Regions from separate parts of the Sus scrofa genome. Here region 1 is linked to region 2. Evidence: chromatin contacts called from public HiChIP or PLAC-seq data. All regions are on one chromosome and are shown on one strand. Each heading gives the region's core, a stretch centred on a gene start, on an enhancer-like site or on the middle of the called end of the contact. The rest is flanking DNA. Distances are from core to core; before and after follow the strand shown. Region 1 holds the start of ARL14EPL (ARL14 effector protein-like). Region 2 holds the start of LVRN (aminopeptidase Q).

Region 1 (5,558 bases), core at 1,632-4,131, 77 kb after region 2:
CACTGTATCTCTCTCCACAAATCTTGTATAATTTCTGACATGCATTCAATAAATCTTATTGAGCATCTACTGTGTGCTTGGGGAATAGAGTGATGAATAAAATAGGCAGAGTTTCTATATCTGATTCTTCAGGTCACGGGGCTTCATCACATTTTCCCAGTCATGGTCTCCTCAGGAACAAACAACATAGGGGCACATGTTTCTGCTCATTCCAGTCATCATCAGTCCTTTGCACAATCATGTCACTACCAAACATGAACTCTGTCTTGTTGGGTCTAATAAGTTTCACTTCACTGACTGATCCTCTCTTTGTGCTTTCAGCTGCAGCAGTTTTGCAGTAACATGTTGGAGGAGCACCAGCGACTCACAGTTCATGCCAAATTGCAGACAATAAAGAACGAAAATCTCAAAAACAAAAAGCGAAGTGCCAGGATAGCTGTGTGGCTACAAAAAAACACATAATTTAGTGGCGACTTTCAGCCTTCCTCTTGCATGTTGTAATGTAGTCACAGTTTTGTCTTCCCATGAGTCTGGAAAACCACACGTTTTGTTATTTGTATTTCAGTCACATTCTTCTCAGCGTTCTGTTCCTCCCGGGTTGTCATGTTTGGCCCTCAGGCTCAGTGATTGCTGAGGATTTTGCCAACAGTGTGTATTTCTGGGGAAGATTTTACTTCATGTTGGGCTGAAACCACATAATTTACTCTAAATGCCTTGTAAAAGCAAATTTACCTTAGAACGTCTTGCTTATTCTGTTGTGAAGGCCAGTGGAATATGACATCATTGGCTAAATGAACACTATTTTCTGAGGGAAATACAGATTTGTAATACTCTAGGGTTTGTTTGGTTCAGTATTCAAAAGAGTAATGAGCAGATGACACAAGAGAGTAGAGAAACAGGAACCAGAGAAATAATATTTACTAGAAGACAGAAAAAGCGAAGAAATGCAAGTCTGAAAAAGAAGACACAATTTTATGAGCCATGTTAAATGCTCCAAAGGCAAGAAATGTGTCTTTTCCTGCTCATTTCTCTCCCCAGTGCCTACTGCATCACACCACTTTTCTGGCTACTGAACTTTATGGTTTCACAAAGAGACCTGGGATCACAGGATCCACGAAGTGCCTTTAGGCTTGCTGTTGTGGAGGCCGGATGGAAAGCAAGGCTCTGCTTGGAGGCTCTTGACTGTGTAATTCACCTGTGGGATGGACACTTTTTCAGCCAAAGTTTAGAAGCAGATACAGTGATGTCAACAGACCATAGCAATTATGGGCTAATCTCCAGCACAAAGGGAAATGGTCAAATAAAGAGAAATGGGACTAAAAGATTAACCAGACAATAATCTTTCCAGCTTTACACTCAGGGGATTCTGTTTGAAATGTGGCTTCATTTGACCAAATTGAATCTGTGTGTCGTTTGGTCAACTTTAAACATTTTCATCAGTCAGAATATATGGAAGCAGCTTAGTTTTGTCACACCTGATGTAATCAGGACTGCTAAGGCAAATCATCTTACTCTAGACTTTGTGTGTATACCATTTAATTCTTGTTTTAATTTTGATTTTGTTTTTTAATTTTGAATTTGAATAGAATGGGGTAAAAGTACAGATCTCCTATCTACCTCAAAGTGATGTTATAAAGATTAAAGAATATGTCAATTAAAAGCCTTTAAATATGCTATATAGACTGAAGATAGTGTGATCTAAGGTGTTTTTTTTTTTTCCAATTTCTTGTGTAAGTTAATGCAGCCTCAAATTGAAATGCAAGACAAAGGTTCACTTTCTTATTCACTTCACAAGAAGATACTCCCGGAGTGGGAACAGGAGGCTATAGGACTTGGCCATGAGGACAAACCGAAGTACACTCTGCACAGACTTGACCATACATCATAGGTCAGAGAGTTTTTTCTTTAAATTTAGCAACTTAAAAGTTAAGCCATAAAATTGTTACACGTGTAACATCTTCCTAAATTTTCTTAAATATCAGCTTCATATTTCCTCTATTTTCTCCAATCTTATCTTTCAATAATCCTGTCATGTATCATCTCACTGCTTTCTCCTCCTCTTTTTCTCTCTTCCAACTATGAGTTTTGTGTCTTTGTTTTTGAAGTATAGTTGACCTACATACAATATGATGTGAGTTCCTGGTACACGGTATAGTGATTCATGATTTATATACATTTCAAAATGATAAGCATGATAGGTCGAGTTGTAATTTGTCACCATACAAAGCTATTCAGAACTATTGACTGTATTCCCCATACTGTACATTTCATACTTGTGGCCTTTATTTTGTAGCTGGAAGTTTGCACTTCTTAATCTCCCTCACCCACTATTCTCTTCCCCATAACCCCCTTCCCTCTGGCAACCACTTGTTTATTCTCTGTATCTATGACTGTGTTTCTATTTTGTTATGTTTGTTCATTTGTCTTATTTTTTGGATTCCACATATAAGTGAACTCATACATTATTTGTCTTTCTGTGACTGATTTCACTTAGCATAATACCCTCTAGGTCCATCTATCTTGTTGCAAAATGCAAAATTTAATTTTTTGTGGCTAGTATTCATTGTATTTGTATACACCACATATTTTTTATCTAATCATCCAATAATGGGCACTTAGGTGGCTTCCATATCTTGGCCATTGTAAATAATGCTGCAATAAACATAGGGATGCATATGTCTTTTCTAATTAGTGTTTTTATTTTCTTTGGATAAATACTCAAGAGTGGAATTACTCAACCATATGGTAGTTCTATTTTTAATTTTTTGAGTACTCTCCATCAAATTAAATATATTATGACACTTCCTTCTGGTCTGCAGAGTAACTGCTGAAAAGTCAGCTGATAGCCTTATGGGAGTTCCCTTGCTTGTAATGTGTTGCTTTTCTCTTGCTGCTTTTAATATTCTTTCTTTTTCTTTTCTTTTCTCTTTTTCTTTTTTTGGCTGTGTGCACAGTATGAGGAAGTTACTGGGCCACAACAGTGACAAGGCCAGATCCTTAACCCACTGTATCACCGGGGAACGCCTGCTATTATTTCTTTAGCTTTAATTTTTGTCTTTTTAATTACGGTGTGTCTTGGTGTGGTCCTCTTTGGGTTGACCTATTTGGAACCCCTTGTGCTTCCTGGACCTGTATATCTGTTTCCTTCTTTTAGCTGTTATATTTTCACATGTGTCCACTTCTCCTTTCTCTCTCTCTCTCCTTCTGGGACCCCTATAATGTGAATGTTGGTATGCTTGATGTTGTCCCAAAGATCTCTTAAACTGTCCTCATTTTTTAAAATGATTTTTTCTTTTGTTCTCTTCAGCTTGAGTGACTTCCACTACTCTGTGTTTGCTGAACCATTCCTTTGTACATCTAATCTATTGTTGATTCTTCCTAGTATTTTTTTTATTTCAGTTATTGTATTCCTCAGCTGTTTGCTTCTTCTCTACATTTTCTAACTCTTTGTTAAACTCCTCATTGTGTTCATCCATTCTTCTCCTGAGTGTTTGAGTATCATTATGATTATTACTTTCAACTCTTTGTCAGTTACATTGTGTATCTCCACTTCTTTTAGTTCTTCCTCTGGGGTTTTATCTTTTTCCTTCATTTGGAACATATTCCAAATACGAAGGCTCAGAAAACAGCCTAATTCAATGTTTTTATTTTTATGTATTTGGAATGTTGGTTATGTTTCCTGATCTTGAAGAAGTGGCTTTATGCAGTATATATCCTATGGGCCCCAGAAGCTCATTCACCTCTGGTCACCAGGGCTATATGCTCTAGATGCTCTCTATGTGGGCTGCCTGATCCTTCTGTTGTGGCAGGCTGACTACCCAGGCTGCAGTGGTAAGCATGGCTGGCCCCCAGTCTGGTTGGTTGTCAGGCCCTGCCTTGTATGGGGGTTTCTGGCCCTGGTGGGTTGGGGCTGGGTCTTGACATGGCTGGCTACATGGCCAGGGGAGTCCCAGTGTTGGTGACTGCTCACTGGTGGGCAAGGCTGGGCCATAAGGCTGCTAGCTTCCAAGCCCAGGGGGATCCTAGAGCTAGTACTGACCCACTGGTGGGTGGGTCCAGATCTCAGGGTGGCTGGCTGCTAAGTCAGTGTTCCTGGAGCCTGTTCAGCCTGCTGGTGGGTGGGGCTGTGGTTGCAGGGTCTGGGGTGTCCCAGAACTGGTGTCATTATGCTGTCAGGCAAGTCTGGGGCCCAAAATATCATGGAACGGTGCTAGCCTGCTGGTGGATAGGCCAGGTCTTGACACAGCTGGCTGTGGGACCTCAGTGGTCCCAGGGCTTGTGTCTGCCCATTTGTGTGCACGGCTGTGGGCAGAAGGTCCCTAGGCTGGTTTCTGCCCTTTGGTGGTTGAGGCCAGATCCCAGGGCTAATGCTGGCCCAATGGTAGGCAGATCCAGTCCTGGGGTCTCTAGCTGTGGGGCCCCAGGAGTCCTAAAGTTGGTATTTGCTCACAGGTGGGAGGGACTAAGGCCCCTCTGATGGGTGCATTTGTCACAAGAGTCCCAGGGGCTGGTGCCAGCCATCTGATGGGTGGGGCTGTGTCCGGCATGGCCAAGGTTCAGAAGAGCCTTCAGCAGGCTGCCTGCTAATGGGTGGGGCTGTGTCCCTCCCCAGCTAGGTGCTTGGCCTGGGGCATTCCAGGTCTGGTGCTGGCTGGCTGGTGGGTGGGGCCAGGTCCCCGCCCTGAAGGGAGGATTCTGAAATGTCGTTTTTACCACCACCAGTGTCCTCGTGGTTGGATGAGCTCCCACAAATGGCTCCTTCAGCTTCTGTGTCTCCTGGGTGAGTCCCAATCTCCCCCTGCCTCTCCAAGAGGCTCTCCAAGATCAGCAAGTGGTCTGACACGGTTACGTTTCAAATGACTGTTTCTGCCATGGGTCCCAGGGAGTGAGATTTTGTGTGGGCCCTTTAAGAGGGGAAACTATTCCTCTTCCGGCTCTCCCTAAAAGTAAGTGCCACTGGCCTTCAAAGCCAAATGTCACAGGGGGTTGCCTTCCCAGTGCAGGACTCTGTGGCTGGGAAGGCCACTGTGGGGCTTAGACCCCTCACTACTTGGAGAGAACTTCTCCAGTTGTGTCTCACCTTTGTGGGACACCAATGGCGGGGGGTGGAGGTTGGGCTCTGGGAAGCTGGTGCTGGTTTTGCTCAGGGGACAAATTGGGCTGGCCCAGGGGGCTGTGGATAGGGATAGGGGTGGGCATTCTGAAAATTGGAATCCAACAGCTACTGACAAGAGGAAGGGCTGAAGTGCTGCTGGTAGAAACGAGAGGCAAACAGGGAAGTGTAAGCTCCTTTTCTCCTCCTCCAGTCTTCCCTTGACCCTCAGCGCCCCCTGTTGGCAGAACTTGCAAAATCGAAATGTGGTTTGTAGAGAGGCTCAGTCCCAACACCACACAGCTGAGAACAAAAATGTGGATTTGAAACTGAAGGATAATGGCGTAATAACCAACTCAGGTCATTTTAGTTATGCTGATTTTAACACACAGGGAAACAGTGGCTTGGTCCAACTCATTTAGTGCTAAACCCGATTTACTTTGGGCTTTTCTTTTACCTGTCAGCC
Region 2 (5,816 bases), core at 405-2,904:
TTAATTAGCTCCATATCTGTGGTGATCCCCATCTGACAATGACCTATACCCAGAGGCCCCCACTAGCTCAGTAGCTCACAATTCTGACAGCCTGACCGGTGATAGGTCATGCAGTGGGAAATGGGAAAAGCCTCTCCTCTCTCAGCTCTTCCCAGAATCTTATGAGAGTGATGCATGTGGTCATAATTATTTTTAAATATGATTATTCCATTTCTGAAGAAAGCAAAGCTAATCCGTAATCAAGAGACTGGTCCACAGATTACAGCACAACCATCTGCTCGAGTTTGGTGTCAAGTCTCTCTTTTTTCCTCCCTGTCTTGTTCTGGGGGTCTTTTTGTAAATGTGATTAATTTTAGTCCTGGGAGCAGGAGAAGATCACATATCCCAGGACAAATCACCTTGGTTTACGCTGCCTCTGACCTCAGTTGGAAGGGTTGCCACATTGGAGAGGAGATACAGTTCCAAGCAGAAAAGCCGACTGCACCGTTTTATGGCTGTGATAGAAAAATTCCCTTCCTTCTGAGAAAAGACAGACAGAAAAAAAAGGAAGGAAGGAAGGAAAAAGAAAAAAGAAAGGAAGGAAGGAAGGAGGAAAGAAAGAAAGAAAACAAAAAATTGAAGGAGCCTAAAGACAGGGGAAAAACTCAAATAAATCTTCAGCCAGCAGCAAGATATTTAACCACCTCTCCTCCCTCTTCCCCAGCACCTCCTCCTCCTGAGCACTTAAACCCCATCCCCAATTTACTGTAGTGCGTGCCTGCAGACTCGGAATTGGGCTCCCAGGACACCGAACTCTCCCAGGAGCATCTGGTAAATAGCAAACAGATGCCCTGGATGCCAAAGAGCTCACCGCGAGGTTCTGCAGTTTCGGAGTGGAAAGGCAGGCCACCGGAGTGTCTCATTCTCTTTGCTTGAAATTGGCGGGTTTCGAAAGCAGGATGTCCCCTTTCCCTGGGAAGGGAGGCCTAGAGGTAGACCCTACTCCAGGACTGGAAACCGCATCCAGGTAGTTAGTTGCAGTTAAGAGGCCGCTTTTCGCCCAGTCCCTTCCCGATATAAAGCAGCCCCCCGCCTTCCTTCACCCAGAAACGCAGATGCCAAACTCTCTGGCTCTTTGTCGCCCCCTCTTCCAGCCCCACATCCCAAGTTTGGAAAGGGTCAGGGGTATCCCTGACCTTATTTCCAGCCTCATACTCTCTGCCTGGGCCGCTTGAGTCTCGAGCTTATTCAGGAGGCAAATTTAGGGCCAAAAATTTGGCTCTGGAAATTAGTTCAGACGGCATGGCTGTCCTTCAAAGGGTCATTTCAGAGCACGTCCCCCAAAGTTGTGGTCCATAAGTCCCCACCCCACCCTTTAACGCAGGAATCCTGGCACGGTGACCAGCAGGTGTGCTGGCAGCAGGTCATCACTGCAGTGTCTCTTTTGCCACAACACATGAAACTGCACCGGGGAACCCCACCAAACCCTTGAATTCAAATATCCCCGTCAAAGTTGCCCAAATTAGTTTTGTTCGACTGTCCCCCTCCCCGCGTGCCAACTCTGGAAGCCTCTTCTTCGAGGTATTTTTCTTCGCACCCAAAGGGGCGCGCACTTGGTTGAGCCGGTCCGCCTCTTCCCTAGGTCCTGGCGGGGGCGGGGGTTCGCAGGCAGGGACCTGGATCTTATTAGCTGGGAGGGGAAGCCGTGGTCCCAACCATTCTCCTGTCTCCCAGGCTCCTCAAGGAGGAGGGAGGGACCATACAAGAGAGCAGGGGCGGGAATCCCATCAGTGAGCAGCCAGGCTGGGGGTCTGAGCTGCCGTCGCCTCATCTCTGCCCCAGGTCGCAGCCATGGGACCCCCTTCCAGCTCTGGCTTCTACGTGAGCCGCGCGGGAGCCCTGCTCCTCGCGGGGCTGGCTGCTGCGCTCCTGCTGGCGCTGGCGGTGCTCGCTGCACTGTACGGCCACTGCGCGCGCGTCCTGCCGTCGGAGCTTCACCACAGCGGGGTTCCAGACACTGAGCCCTCCCAGCCTGGCGCGCCGGAGGAGCCGCCGCCAACCCCTAAGCCCGGCCCAACTCAGGAGCTGGAGGTGGCCGCCACCCCGCGCAAGTGGCGACCCCCGGGGCCCTGGGACCAGCTGCGCCTGCCGCCCTGGCTCGTGCCGCTGCACTATGAGCTGGAGCTATGGCCCCTGCTGCGGCCAGACGAGCTCTCCGTGCCGGGGTTGCGCTTCACTGGCCGGGTGAACATCACCGTACGCTGCATGGCAGCCACAGCGAGGTTGCTGCTGCATAGCCTCTTCCTGGACTGTGAAAGCGCCGAGGTGCGAGGTCCCCTGTCCCCAGACACCAAAGACGCCACCGTGGGCCGCGTGCCGGTGGACGAGGTGTGGTTTGCGCTGGATATGCAGTACATGGTGTTGGAGCTCGGCCAGGCCCTGCAGCCCGGTAGCCGCTATGAGCTGCAACTCAGCTTCTCCGGCCCGGTGTACCAGGACACCAGGGAGGGACTCTTCCTCAACCTCTACACGGATCAGGGTAAGCGCAGGTAAGAGCAGGCCGGGCCCAACCTCCTCGGCCCCCGCCCCAAGTCCCCTGCGCAGGCTGCGGGTCCGGCTTCCTAGGTGCGTTTCCTGCTATTCCCCAAACACCTAGCCACCCGCGACGTTTTCTTCTAGCGCAAGATTGTGAGTTTCTTCTTCCTCCCTTTCACTCCAGAAACTGCTCGGAATAAAAGGCTTCAAGGCTGCAGTTCTTTCTCTGGCCCGTTTTCAGCCCATTGCAGCCCATCCAGTTTATTTCTCTCATTGCCCCTATTAAGGTCTCTGCTACACCAGAAGTTCTCTTCATAATTGAGCAAATCCCTTGCTACTCAAAAGTTTGGTCCGCGAACCAGCAATAGCCGTAATACGTGGAAGCTTGTTAGAAATGCAGCTTCCTAGGCGCCCAGCGTGCGTTTTAACGGAGATCCTGGGGGATGCACTGGCATTAAAGTTGCAAAAGCATGGGGCGAGAGCACTCCAGTCGCTCCGCTGTTCCTCCCCAGCGCCCTTTTGCGCTTTTCCTACTCTGTCTCTTTTGACTGGGCGCTCCCTAACTGCTGCTCTTAACAAGGAATAGACCCACGTTGGGGCTGTTTGTTTCATAGTGTTTTTTTTTTTTTTTGCTAAGGTTCTCCAAAACGTCGGAATTTCCTTTTCATTCCTGTCCTCCTGCCCTCTGCCTGAGCCCTGCATGCCGTTTTGCTGGTGAGCAGCCCGCATCCGCGCCCCTCCCTGCTCTTTGAACTGCTTTGTGCCAGAGTTTCAGGATTCCTGCCCTGGGGTGGGGAGGGTGGGGGGGAATAGTAAAAGCGATGACAAGAGACCTCCCCTCTGAGTTTGCAAGCTCAGGAAGGGTACATGTGTTCTTTTTACACTCCTTTGCGATAATGTCTTCCACACGAAATGCTCTTTCCATGCTCTGCGACCATATTACTGACCTCAGGCAAGCGCCAGGGAAATGGTCTTTTTTCAGACTGGTGAGCTCCTGCTTCACTCACACACTAGTGGAGCATTTGCGGTTTACACAACTGCATGTACTCTGCCCTTTATTATTAGAGAAAATGTTCTCAGATGTTCTCTGAGGGAAAGAAATCCACTAAATTACCCCCTAAATATTCTTCTGCACTATTTTCGAAACTTCAGGGTTTCAAATAAGTTTAATAAGCTGCCTAAGTGGATGTGTAATCTGTAGCTTTTGTTTTTAAAGACAAAGTGCTTGATTTTTCTTTCAAAAAAAGGCATCAGTGATTGAGAAATAATTTTGAAAACTTGCGCATGATGATAACGTGTTACTGGACTTTGGGGCTCTGGAAGCCTTTTGAAATAACTGTGTGTTGTTCAGGATGGAAGATTTTTCAGAGGGGAAAAAAAAAAAGGATGCTTTTTGTACACTTGCCTGACAGTGTTTTCTGGCAGTTAGTAAATCTTCATCTCTTCACTCGTCTCTTCCTTCCTCCTATTTCAGTGCAACTAAGGCCAGGACAGGCTGCCCTAACAAACACAGAAAAGGAATGTCCCTTTCCCTTTTTTTGTTGTGCTGCAATTCTAGTGGTAACTAGAAACTATATTTTGAGAGTGTTCAAATTCAAATGAGCAGAAAATTTAGCAAAGTCCTACAGAAGGTGGACTCTAGAACTGTGGCATCTGAGAGGAGCTGTCATCTGGAAGTTGTTCTTATGGTCTCTGCTTCTGAAACCAGGAAGAAAAGAAACCTTCAGCTGAACTTGAAGCCAGGATCGCACAGAACCTGAATAAAATGATGACTTATGGTGATGCAGGTTTTAGAAGCCCAGTAGGCTGGAGTTTGAGCTGTGTGACTTGAGCCAATCTTGTCACCTCTCTGAGTTTGTTGCCTTGTTCATGGAATAGATATAGCAAGTGTCAACCTTTAGAACGTGATGAGAATTAAATGGGAAAGGGGCACTGTGACTGGCATGTAACCTGTGCAATGGGAGCTACTATCATTAGCTCAAGATTTAACTCTTAGGAGCAGCCTTCTGTTATCTAAACATGGAATCTGCCACATTCCTGCTAGATAAGATTCTAAGAAGATTCTCAGATGAGAGGAAACTGTCTATTGTCCTCACATTTTTCTTGGGATGTCTACAGTGGTTGAAACTACCTCTCTTCTTTGATGGCCCCTTATTACAGTCCAGACAGGCTAATGCTTTTAAATAATTTTACTCAACTCTAAGGGAAACAAGAAAGTCAATCCAGAAAATACAAAGAGCATCACTATTTCACACTTCTAAGATTTAGGTTATGATTTTCTAGCTTTAGAGGTTGCTTGGGATATTTTCCACCTGTTCTCAGCCTTTCTCTACTTGACAGATGACTTCACATTTCTTCCAAATAGGAGCCATCTACTAGATGCCTTGGACATGTGCTTCTTCCATGTGTAGAAAGTTGAGACCAAGATCCAAGCAGTATCGCCCTAACTTAATTTGTTGGAATATGACTGTTTTTAGATTTTGCTATATTCACATATCTCTGGCCATGTTATTTGCTTAAAAATGTTCCTTGAGGGAGTTCCCATTTGTGGCTCATCAGTAACAAACCTGACTAGCATTCGTGAGGACTCAGGTTTGATCCCTGGCCTTGCTCAGTGGATTAAGGATCCGGTGTTCCCATGAGCTGTGGTGTAGTTTGCAGATGCAGTTTGGATCTGGCGTGGCTGTGGCTGCGGCATGGGCCGATAGCTGCAGCTCCAATTTGACCCCTAGACTGGGAACTTCCATATGCTATAGCTGTGGCCCTATAAAGACAACAAAAAAACTGTTACTTGATTTAAACAAAAATGTTAAGTAGACTTATTGAAAAGCAACTCTTTACCATTAGAGGGAAAAATACAATTTGTAGAAAGTAATGGCACAGACTAATATAATGAAAACAAAACATTGTTAATAAGTTCTACCTGTGATTATTGTCTGCTGAAGGACCTGAAGGCTTTGAATCTGAAAACTGCTCTCTCTTTTTGTTTAAAAGGGAAATTAGAATTAGGTGTTCGAGATAAATAAATATGCCAAACCAGTACTTTCTCTTGACCTCATCGGAATAAATCATACAAATGAAAGGATTGACATTGTCACTTGTGAGTCTGATCTATATTATAGTGTATCTGAGGGTGACCAAAAATCTTCCGCCATCTCTAGTTTGGAAAATCCAGTGTTGGAGTAGTAGTTCACACTTTAACATGTATCAGAAACACCAGAGGAGCTTATTAAACGTGGAGATTCCAGGGACGCACCCTCAACAGTTCCGAATCAGTACACCCATGTTCGTAGCAACAGTAT

Evidence for each region. HiChIP or PLAC-seq counts read pairs in DNA pulled down with a chosen protein or histone mark.
Region 1: a contact with region 2 is called in an H3K27ac HiChIP or PLAC-seq map of alveolar macrophages. The contact joins the promoter of ARL14EPL here to the promoter of LVRN in region 2. A contact is called at or near these places in 1 of 47 Hi-C or Micro-C datasets (embryonic fibroblasts) and 2 of 2 datasets of contacts at active chromatin or transcription factors (alveolar macrophages and skeletal muscle).

The regions. Positions count from the first base shown.
Region 1 is chr2:120,192,042-120,197,599 of Sscrofa11.1, forward strand. ARL14EPL (ARL14 effector protein-like) reads left to right here and starts at 2,882. Exons shown (of 4, transcript XM_013995047.2): 1 at 2,882-4,780. LVRN (aminopeptidase Q) reads left to right here. Exons shown (of 19, transcript XM_013995045.2): 19 at 322-1,687. The coding sequence ends at 394.
Region 2 is chr2:120,115,930-120,121,745 of Sscrofa11.1, forward strand. LVRN (aminopeptidase Q) reads left to right here and starts at 1,655. Exons shown (of 19, transcript XM_013995045.2): 1 at 1,655-2,528. The coding sequence starts at 1,831.